Linked DNA regions of Ovis aries: region 1 is linked to region 2. The links are chromatin contacts, called in public Hi-C maps. All regions are on one chromosome and are shown on one strand. Each heading gives the region's core, a stretch centred on a gene start, on an enhancer-like site or on the middle of the called end of the contact. The rest is flanking DNA. Distances are from core to core; before and after follow the strand shown. Region 1 overlaps LOC121818076 (a long non-coding RNA gene). Region 2 overlaps DLC1 (DLC1 Rho GTPase activating protein).

Region 1 (6,157 bases), core at 2,728-5,227, 300 kb before region 2:
CTCCTTCCCCTGGAATCTGCCTCCTCTGACTGAGTGCTCCTTCCTCCTCTGACTGAGTGCTCCTTCTTCCTCTGAGTGCACCTTCTTCCTCTGAGTGCTCCTTCCTCCTCTGAGTGCTCCTTCCTCCTCTGAGTGCTCCTTCCTCCTCTGACTGAGTGCTCCTTCCTCCACGAGCTACTGTCGTGTTCCACAAGTCTCACCCTTTTCCCATGAGTTACTGTAACCCCAGCAAAGGTGTGCTTTCTCTTTCCCCGGTCATTTCTCTTTAGCCACTTCCTATCTTTCAGAAGGCATAGGCTGGCGAGGCCTAGGGTCTCTCCGCGGATGCGGCACTTGACACAGAGGGTGTCTATGGGACTTGAAACGTGCAAAACCTCCCTGAGCTAGAAACTCTCGTTCAAGGGCATCCACGCAACCCCCTCCACCCATTAAATCATGAACGACTCCCGCTACTTGTGAAAGTCGCTCACTCGTATCTGACTCTTTGTGAGCCGCCCCCCCCCCCCCCCCCCACCGAACTGTAGCCCACCAGACTCCTCTGTCCATAGGATCCCCCAGGCAAGAATACTGGAGTGGGGTGCCATGCCCACCTCCAGGGGATCTACCCAACCCAGGGGTGAGACGCAGGTCTCCCACATTGCAGGTGGATTCTTTGCCATCTGAGCCACCAGGGAAACCCCAAAATACTTGAGTGGGTACCCTATCCCTTCTCCAGGGAATCTTCCTGACCCAGGAATTGAACCGGGGTCTCCTGCCTTGCAGGCGGATTCTTTACCAGCTGAGCTCCCTCTCCTTACGAAATCATAAAATTCTGTAGAGCAGGGACCTTTCCCTGTAGCCCCAGTCTTTGCAGATTGCTGATGCTTTTATGGAAAGGATGTCAGAAAATGTGCCCTACTCAGCCACCCAGGCTTCTGCCTGCTGTTCCCAGAGGCGGCTGGTGGGGGAGGGGTGGTGATAAGCAGGAGGGCGGTCTTTGTCTTATCTCTGTTCCCCACAGAGGACTTCTGCTGTAACCACCCCTTTCCCAGTGGTGTCACTTATCATACGGTCCCCTTCTGGGCTGGCTCTAAAATGTTTAAAGTCTATTTATACACCAACTTGATAGTCAGCAAAAATAAGACCGGGAGCTGACTGTGGCTCAGATCATGAACTCGTTATTGCAAAACGAGTTTGCAATTCAGACTTTTCAGATTTAAATTGAACAAAGTAGGGAAAACCACTAAACCATTCAGGTATGACCTAAATCACATCCGTTAAGATTATACAGTGGAAGTGACAAATAGATTCAAGGGATTAGATTTGGTACACAGAGTGCCTGAAGAACTATGGATGGAGGTTCGTAACATTGTACAGGAGGCAGTAATCAAAACCATCCCCAAGAAGAAGAAATGCAAAAAGGCAATGGTCGTCTGAGGAGGCCTTACAAATAGCTGAGAAAAGAAGAGAAGTGAAAGGCAAAGGAGGAAAACAAAGATATATCCATCTGAATGCAGAGTTTGGAAAAATAGCAAGGAGAGATAAGAATGCCTTCCTAAGTAGTCAAAGCAAAAAAATAGAGGAAAACAATAGAATGAGAAAGACTAGAGATCTCTTCAGGAAAATTAGAGATACCAAGGGAACAGTTCATGCAAAGATGGGCACAATAAAGGACAGAAATGGTATGGACCTAACAGAAAGTGAAAGTGAAAGTCACTCAGTAGTGTCTGACTCTTTGCAACCCTGTGGACTATACAGTCCATGGAATTCTCCAGGCCAGAATACTGGAGTGGGTAGCCTTTCCCTTCTCCAGGGGATCTTCCCAACCCAGGGATGGAACCCAGGTCTCCCGCATTGTAGGCAGATTCTTTACCAGCTGAGCCACAAGGGAAGCATTTCATGTAAAGATGGGCACAATAAAGGACAGAAATGGTATGGACCTAACAGAAGCAGAAGATATTAAAAGGTGGCAAGAATACACAGAAGAACTATACAAAAAGATATTCATGACCCAGATAACCACAAAGGTGTGGTCATTCACCCAGAGCCAGACATCGTGGAATGCGAAGTCAAGTAGGCCTTAGGAAGCATCACTATGAACAAAGCTAGTGGAGGTGATGGAATTCTAGTTGAGCTATTTCAAATCCTAAAAGATGATGCTGTGAAAGTGCTGCAGTCAATATACCAGCAAATCTGGAAAACTCAGCAATGGTCACAGGACTGGAAAAGGTCAGTTTCATTCCAATCCCAAAGAAAGGCAATGCCAAAGAATGCTCAAACTACTGCACAAATGCACTCATCTCACACACTAGCAAAATAATGCTCAAAATTCTCCAAGCCAGGCTTCAACAGTACGTGAACTGAGAACTTCCAGATATTCGAGGTGGACTTCAAAAAGGCAGAGGAACCAGAGATCAAATTGCCAGCATCTGTTGGATCATAGAAAAAGCAAGAGAGTTCCAGAAAATCATCTACTTCATTGACTATGCTAAAGCCTTTGACTGTGTGAATCACAAAAAAACTGTGGGAAATTCTTAAAGAGATGGGAATACCAGAACACCTTACTTGCCCTCTGAGAAACCTGTATGCGGGTCAAGAAGCAACAGTTAAAACTGGACATGGAACAACACACTGGTTCCAAACTGGGAAAGGGGTACATCAAGGCTATATATTGTCACCCTGCTTATTTAACTTATATGCAGAGTACATCATGCAAAATGCCAGACTGGATGAAGCACAAGCTGGAATCAAGATTGCTGGGAGAAATATCAATAACCTCAGATATGCAGATGACACCACCCTTATGGCAGAAAGTGAAGAGGAACTAAAGAGCCTCTTGATCAAAGTGAAAGATGAGAGTGAAAAAACTGACTTAAAATTCAACATTCCAAAAACAAAGATCAAGGCATCTGGTCCCATCACTTCATGGCAAGTAGATGGGGAAACAATGGAAATAATGACAGACTTTATTTCCTGGGGCTCCAAAATCACTGCAGATGGTGACTGCAGCCATGAAATTAAAAGACGCTTGTTCCTTGGAAGAAAAGCTATGACCAGCCTAGACAGCATATTAAAAAGCAGAGACATTACTTTGCCAACCAAGGTCCTTATAGTCAAAGCTATGGTTTTTCTAGTAGTCATGTATGGATGTGAGACTTGGATCATAAAGAAAGCTGAGCAGCGGAGAATTGCTGCTTTTGAATTGTGGTGCTGGAGAAGACTCTTGAGAACTCCTTGGACTACAAGGAGATCAAACCAGTCAATCCTAAAGGAAATCAGCCCTGAATATTCACTGGAAGGAATGATGCTAAAGCTGAAGCTCCAATACTTTGGCCACCTGATGTGAAGAGCTGACTCACTGGAAAAGACCCTGATGCTGAGAAAGATTGAAGGCAGGAGGAAAAGGGGATGACAGAGGATGAGATGGTTGGATGGCATCACCAACTCGATGGACATGAGCATGAGCAAGCTCCAGGAGTTGGTGATGGACAGGGAGGCCTGGTGTGCTGCAGTCCATGGGTCACAAAGAGCGACTGAGCGACTGAACTGAAGTGACTTCAGCAGCCCTCCACGACCTCATCACCAGCATGGTAAGAATCAGATACACGAAAGGCTTCATCTAATATTTCTCGGCTTCAACATCCTTTTGCCTGAATCATCACAACTTCATCACTTCTCTCCTGTTTCCTTTCTGACCTCTGACATGTGCCTTGGCTACATTTTATCTCCCCAAAACAAACTGCTGTAGAAACGTTAACAAGTTAGTCCCACATGTCTGTTGCAGGGACATTTTTCACATTTCCAAATCCTATGAATCACCAATAGCTTTCATGGGGGCCCTGGGGAACACAGCAGGGAAACAGCACGCTTTAATAAGGTTAAGGCAAGTCGGTATCACAAGGGAGCCAGTAGGTTTTCACAGCTGCAGAACCCAGTTCTATTCCACCAGATAGAACTCTAAGTAATAACATGAGTCATCAGCTTTGCCTGCCGACTGACTGGATTAGGATGGGGGTAGGTGGAAGCCATGACGGCGTGGGTGGTGGCCAAAGGTCAGGGAAGCCAGCAGGAGATCACAGAGAAAACAAGCCAAGTTCCGGAAGAGCTGCTTTCCCTTCATCCATTCTTCTGAAAACCCTACACTTTACGGCAAATTCACATCCTGAAAAGGGAACCTAGGGAGATGAGGGTGCGTTCCTAGCTGGTCACTTTATCCCACTTCATCCCAGATTCTTAGCTTTATATCCACCTTCAATCCATACCTCCAGCTCTTTGGGTTCTGCAAACATCTGATTTGCCTCTTAGCTTCTTGAAGTGGAGCCTGCTTCCTGTCCCACTGTGTCTGCTGAATCCCTCACTTTGAGCATCTCCTTACAGTCCTTGAAAATCCTAAGAAACCACTCCATCACCCCTGGCTGAACCAGTAGTCAGTGGTAAGCCTGGGAGAACCTGCACTCAAAGATCTGATCAAAAACATACTCTTGGGATTTCCCTGGTGGTTCAGTGGTTGGGAGTCCGCCTTCCAAAGCGGCAATGAGGATTTGGTCCCTGGTCGGGGAGATTCGAAACCACATGCCGTTGGACAATTAAGCCCTTGTGTGCTGCAACTAGGACCCGAGACAGCCAAATAAACACACAAATATGAAAGAAAGAAAAGACACGTTCTTGCTTAAAATCAATATTCGAAACTAAAAATATAGTTACCATATGATCCGGCGATCCTGCTACTAGGCATATATCTGGAAAAGGTGAAAATTAACTAGAAAAGTTACATGTACCCCAATGTTCAAAGCAGCACTATTCACAACAGCCAAGACATGGAAGTAAGCTAAATGTCCACGGACAGAGGAAGGGATAAAGAAGTGGTACATACATACAACTGAATGATATTCAGCCATACAAAAGAACGAAATGATGCCACTGGCAGCAACATGGATGGACCTAGAGATTATCCCCTGAAGTGAAGTCAGAGAGAGAGAGACAAATATCATATTATATTACTTACATGTAGAATGTAAAAAAAGAAAATGATACAAATGAGTTTATTTACAAAACAGAGGCCAACTCAAAGATTTTGAAAAAACAACAACAAAAAAAACTATGGTAACCAAAGGGGAAAGTGACAGGGGAGGGATAAATTAGGAGTTTGGGATTAACAGATACACACTACTACATAATGGGCTTCCCAGGTGGCAGAGTGGTAAAGAATCTGCCAACACAGGAGACGTGGGTTTGATCCTTAAGTCAGAAAGTTACTCTGGAGTGGGAAATGGCAACCCATTTTCCTTGCCTGGGAAATCCCATGGACAGCAGAGCCTGGAGGGCTGCAGTCCGTGGTGTTGCAAAGATTCAGACACAACTGAGTGACTGAGCACGCATGCACTGCTACATATTATAAAATAAACAACAAGGATTTACTGTACAGTGCAGGAAGCTACATTCAAATCTTATAATAACCTACACTGGCAAAGAAACTAAAAAGAATACATATACACGCATGCTGCTGCTAAGCCGCCTCAGTCGTGTCCGACTCTGTGCGACCCCAGAGACGGCAGCCCACCAGGCTCCCCCGTCCCTGGGATTCTCCAGGCAAGAACCCTGGAGTGGGTTGCAATTTCCTTCTCCGATGCATGAAAGTGAAAAGTGAAAGTGAGGTCGCTCAGTCGTGTCCGACTCTTTGCGACCCCATGGACTGCAGCCCACCAGGCTCCGCCGTCCATGGGATTTTCCAGGCAAGAGTGCTGGAGTGGGGTGCCAGTGCCTTCTCCGATATACACACAGACATACACAGAAAACACCAGGAACCCCCGGTGGCTCCGATGGTAAAGAGTCTGCCTACAGTGTGGGAGACCTGGGTTTGATCCCTGGGTTGGGAAGATCCCCTGGAGAAGGCAATGGCAACCCACTTCAGTATTCTTGCCTGGAAAATTCCATGGACGGAGGAGCCTGGCGGGCTACAGTCCATGGAGCTGCAAAGAGTCAGACGCGACTGGGTGACTAACACAACATACACACGAATGAACCATTTTGCTGTACACCTGAGACTAGCGCAACAATCGACTACGTGTCAGGAACATTTTTAACAGTAAGTGAATAAAACGAAAGTTGTGTTTTTTGCCCAAATCTTAACTCTTCAAATATTTTGTTTTTCAGTATAATTAAGCTCATAGAGAAGAGA
Region 2 (5,545 bases), core at 2,657-5,156:
CATTGTTTCCAATAAAGGAATATAATCAAATATTATGAGCTGTGTGTATGTTTGTTATAGGAGAGATAAAACTTTATCTTTTAGAGCTAAATAACTAAAAAGGAAAATCAAACAATCACAGTTAAGCATATTATTTAGTTAAGCATGCTATTTACAAATATAGAAGCACATATCAATAAAAACAGATTTCCTAATGGCTTAGTAGGTAAAGAATCCTCTTGTCAATACAGGAGACACAGGAGACACCAGTTCCATCCCTGGGCCAGGAAGATCCCCTGAAGGAGGAAATGGCAAACCACTCCTATATTCTGGCCTGGAAAGTCCGATACACAGAGAAGCCTGGCAGGCTATAGTTCACGGGGTCACAAAGAGTCAGACACAACTGAGTGACTGAGTATATGCACGTCAACAGAAACAGCAAGACTTGTTTAAAATGATTGCTTTGGGGAGCAGAAATCCAGAGGGGAGAAATGGGGTGGGTGTTGCTACTTTTTTTTATACAGGTAGTCATACTGGGCTTCCGTGGTGGCTCAGACAGTAAAAAATAGGCCTACAACCGTGGAAGACCTGGTTTCCATCCCTGGATCCTGAAGGTTCCCTGGAGAAGGGCATGGCAACCCACTCCAGTATTCTTGCCTGGAGAATCCCATGGACAGAGGAGGCTCGTGGGCTACAGTCCATGGGATTGCAAAGAGTCAGACACAACTGAGCGAATAATGCTTTCACACTATGTAGTCATATTATTTTGGCCATTAAAACGTGAGCATGCTTTTTGTTGATACAAATTAAAATTAAACATCACTAAAGGAAACAAAGCGGAAATTGGATTTGAAGTTGGCTGGGTAGGGGAGCTGACAAAGGTGGAGTATTACAGGTGAATGATTAGACTAGGCAATGGGAAGCTGATTTCAGAAAAGGACCAGGTATATGGTGGCAAGAGCTATGAGGAACAGAAGGAGATAAGCTGCATTTTAGATATCCTGAGCTGGAAAGCAGATGTGGCCTTAGGATGATCTGAACTAACTATATCAGTGATCCATCTTTCCGTTTTGCTTATCTTTTGCTTGTTTACTTTAATCTCTGGGAAGAGCTTCTCCACGTGGCAGTTGATGCGGCTGTAAGCATGTAGAGAATGACATTTTTCAGTTTGTGACCAGAAACTAAAGTATGCAGTCTTGCCTACAGGTCTGAAAATTTCTGGAGATATTATGCAATCCAGGCTGGATGACCTGCTCCCCTCTGTGGCCAGAGGCTGGATGTGTTACCAGGAAAGGTGTCTTAACAGAGAAGTACTGCATACCACACTCATAACTTTTCTTAAAAATAATCTTCCCTTCTTTCAAGGCCCAACTACAGAGGTTACCATAATGATAGATGTAACTGCCTTAGCTGGAATTCATTTAGCCTTCCTTCATAACATCCACCGCTGTATTACCTGTATGTCCCTTATCATTTATTACAGTTAGTTGCATTTTTATCTGTGTATATTATATCTCCCCTCTGAGATTTTAAGCTCCTTATGTGAAAGTGTAAAATATAACTATAAGGAAAAACACAATCAGGTTTCTACCTAAATCAGAACGTCCAATAGTAAACTGGGAAGTGTGCAGATTTTAATGATTTCACTACTCAGACCTTGCCTAGAAGGCCCTTTGGGTAATTTTTTTCAAGCTTATTACTCATTCTCTTTTAAAAAAATGTTTTTAAATAAAATCTTTATAATTTTTACCATTTTGAAGATTAGTTATTACCAAACATTGGCTATATTGCCCATTTTGTAATACACATCCTTGAGCCTGTGTTATACTCAGCAGTTTATGCCTCCCTTCCCCCCATTCCCCACTGGTAACCACTATGTTGTTCTTAGTCTATTAGCATCTTCTTCTTTTAAAATATTTGCCCTTTACATGATAATTTCTTTCTTTTTTTTTTTTTTTTTGCCTGCATTACGCAGCATGTGGAACTTTCCTGATCAGACACAGAAACTCGTGCCCCTCTGCAGGGGAAGCACAGTCTTAACCAATGGACTGCCAGGGAAGTCCTTTCATGTGAAGCTTTTTTTTTTTAAGACAATTATATTTTGAAACAGTCAAATCTAGTGACAGATTTCATGAAGTAGAATTTTGAAGTAAATTTCTGATACAGATGTTAATTTAGATTTATATTTTTGAAATGGACAAGTTCAGGGACAGTCTTCCTGGAGAAGGTAATGATAATGTAATGATGTTTACTTCCATGCTTTGTAAATTGGCTTCAGCAATCTTTATAAAGGAGTCCCAAATGCTTTTAAACAATGAGGTTATTTACTTAGTAAATACGATGATAGTATTTATTATATGCCAAGGATCATTTTAGATCCTTTGTATGTTTTAACTCATTTATCTCTACAATAAATTAATGAGGAAGGTACTATTATCATCTTCATTTCACAGATGAAGAAACTAAAGCACAAAGAATCTAAGAAATGAATGTTACAGACTAGGAGAGTTGGGCTTCAGTCTCAAATCAAGGTAATTCACCACTGATGACATGCTACACTATCATGCTATGCGTGCGTGCTAAGCTGCTTCAGTAATGTCCGACTCTGTGACCCTATGGACTATAGCCCACCAGGCTCCTCTGTCCATGGGATTCTCCAGGCAAGAATACTGGAGTGGGTTGCCATTTCCTACTCCTGGGCATCTTCCTGATCCAGAGATCAAGCCCAAGTCTCTTACGTCGCCTACACTGGCAGGCAGGTTCTATGCCACTAGTGCCACCTGGGAAGCCCAACACTACTATGGTAATGTTCTCTTTTCCAACATGCTCACTAAGGAAGGAGGTGGACGCTCTGCCCTTGAGCCAAATCCATCCTCCCCAGTTTTTGTACAGCCTGTAACCTACAGTTTTTGATGTCTAAAAAACAATGAAAGGGAATATATTATGGTACATGAAAATTACAAGAAATTGAAATTTTAGTATCTAGAGTGTGTTAGTTGCTAAATTGTGTTCAACTCTTTATGACCCCATGGACTGTAGCTAGCCAGGCTCCTCTGGAATTCTCCAGGGAAGAATACTGGAGTAGGTAGCCATTCCCTTCTTCAAGGGATCCTCCTAACCCAGGGATCAAACCCGGGTCTCTAATCTGAGTCTCCTGCATTGCAAGCAGATTCTTTACCCTCTGAGGTACCAGGGAAGCCCCTTAGTTTCCAGAAGTAAAGTGTTACAGGAACACATCCATGTACACTGCTTTATGTCCAGGCTGCTTTTGCAATATAACAGCAGAATGCAGTAGCTGTGACAGAGACTGAATGGCTTGCAAAGCCTAAAATATTTGCTATCTGACTCTTTATAGAAAAACTTTGCTGACCCCAGGCTTAGAAAAACAATACTTGTGCTGATGTCTATGTCACATTTCTCAAAAGAAATTCCAAAATATAATTGTTTTAGTAGTTTATATTAGTGATTTCTTTTGATGTTTCTTATTTTAAATTAAATTTATAGTCATAGCATATAATAACATATATCCATTCATTCATCAAATGTTTAATCCACATATGCCAGACACTGCTCATAGAAAACACAGCAAAGTATAAAGATTAAAATAAAAACTTTAGTATCATTATTTTACTGTCAGTTCTCATGCTCCCACAAACATCTATAAGGTGTTTTGCACACTGTTAAGAGATCGATAAATCTTTATTAGTAATTAATTTTGTCACATTTTACACATAGAGTATGTTTCCCATTATGTGCTGAAAGGCTCCATATGCTTATAAAGAGTTAAAAGGAAGTTATGCACAGACAGCTTTATGATGAAAAAAATGAAAAACATTAATGGAACTAGAAAAGAGGCAGTGGAACCCTGCAGCTGAAGGCAGGTCCTGGAGCCAGACTGTCTGCCTTCCAGTCTTGCTGTGTTACTAAATTCCTGTTCAAGTTACACACGGAAACCCCAGTGTGGGAAATCTCCCTCCTCCCTGACTTCAGTTTCCTCATCTGTAGACTTCTGTTCTCGACATGAAAGGATCTGTAGGGTCTCAAGGATTTTGTGAACAGATATGCTGGCTTTTGACTTTCAACATTTCCATTAAGAGATGTTGTTTGTTGTGATGTGGGATAACAAGATCAGAACAGGGTCAAATAAATATTTACCACTGGCTAAACATTAACCAGTGCTTTGTAATATTAGACAAATTATTGTCATTTAAAAAGTAGAATCCTCATTCATGCGTGGATTAGCATATGGGCCTTTTCACTTTTCAAAGTGAAGTGATAAATATATAATAGTAGAGATGAATTTGATGCCTAAACAAATTGTCCAGAGCTATAGTTAAAGCCGAGTAATTTTTTTTACATCAAATCTAAATAGTTGGAAAAGTCCTCCTTTGTTCTCCAGTTCAAAACATGATTCATTTAGAGAAATACAGAGATAAGTAATAACTCTTCTTAGGGACACATTTTGCACCTAGACTTTTTACTTTTATTATATCAACAGGATAGTAAGATGAAAACGCTTATTTTTAAAAAGACATACATTTGAAATATCAACAGACTTTTAAGAGACTATCAATGAGACACTGCTTGAGAAAATATTTATGAATTTTCATTTAAAATCGTGACATTGTACAGGAGACAGGGATCAAGACCATCCCCATGGAAAAGAAATGCAAAAAAGCAAAATAGCTGTCTGGGGAGGCCTTACAAATAGCTGTGAGAAGAAGAGAGGTGAAAAGCAAAGGAGAAAAGGAAAGATATAAGCATCTGAATGCAGAGTTCCAAAGAATAGCAAGAAGAGATAAGAAAGCCTTCTTCAGTGATCAATGCAAAGAAATAAAGGAAAACAACAGAATGGGAAAGACTAGACTACTCTTCAAGAAAATTAGAGATACCAAGGGAACATTTCATGCAAAGATGGGCTCTATAAAGGACAGAAACGGTAGGGACCTAACAGAAGAAGGAGATATTAAGAAGAGGTGGCAAGAATACACGGAAGAACTGTATAAAACAGATCTTCATGACCCAGATTATCATGATGATGTGATCACTAATCTAGAGCCGGACATCTTGGAATGTGAAGTCAAGTGGGCCTTAGAAAGCATCACTATGAACAAAGCTAGTGGAGGTGATGGAATTCCAGTTGAGCTGTTTCAAATCCTGAAAGATGATGCTGTGAAAGTGCTGCACTCAATATGCCAGCACATTTGGAAAACTCAGCAGTGGCCACAGGACTGGAAAAGGTCAGTTTTCATTCCAATCCCAAAGAAAGGCAATGCCAAAGAATGCTCAAACTACTGCACAATTGCACTCATCTCACACGCTAGTAAAGTAATGCTCAAAATTCTCCAAGCCAGGCTGCAGCAATACATGAACCATGAACTCCCTGATGTTCAAGCTGGTTTTAGGAAAGGCAGAGGAACCAGAGATCAAATTACCAACATCCACTGGATCATGGAAAAAGCAAGAGAGTTCCAGAAAAACATCTATTTCTGCTTTCTTGACTATGCCAAAGCCTTTGACTGTGTGGATCACAATAAACTGTGGAAAATTCTGAAAGAGATGGGAA

The links. A called contact is a pair of places that touch in the nucleus more often than the background predicts.
Region 1: a contact with region 2 is called in a Hi-C map of liver, with 3 times the contacts expected there. The contact joins two enhancer-like sites. A contact is called at or near these places in 2 of 16 Hi-C or Micro-C datasets (liver and tail adipose tissue).

Annotation. Positions count from the first base shown.
Region 1 is chr26:23,118,026-23,124,182 of ARS-UI_Ramb_v3.0, reverse strand. All of the region lies in intron 2 of LOC121818076 (a long non-coding RNA gene), which reads right to left. Among named protein-coding and RNA genes, the nearest start is that of TRMT9B, 99 kb to the left of the region's middle. Within about 2 kb of position 3,977, at least 2 of the 54 cell types and tissues checked have an H3K27ac peak or open chromatin away from gene starts, as enhancers often do. A contact at or near this core is called in liver, where this site is marked.
Region 2 is chr26:22,821,067-22,826,611 of ARS-UI_Ramb_v3.0, reverse strand. All of the region lies in intron 4 of DLC1 (DLC1 Rho GTPase activating protein), which reads right to left. Among named protein-coding and RNA genes, the nearest start is that of C26H8orf48, 230 kb to the right of the region's middle. Within about 2 kb of position 3,906, at least 2 of the 54 cell types and tissues checked have an H3K27ac peak or open chromatin away from gene starts, as enhancers often do. A contact at or near this core is called in liver, where this site is marked.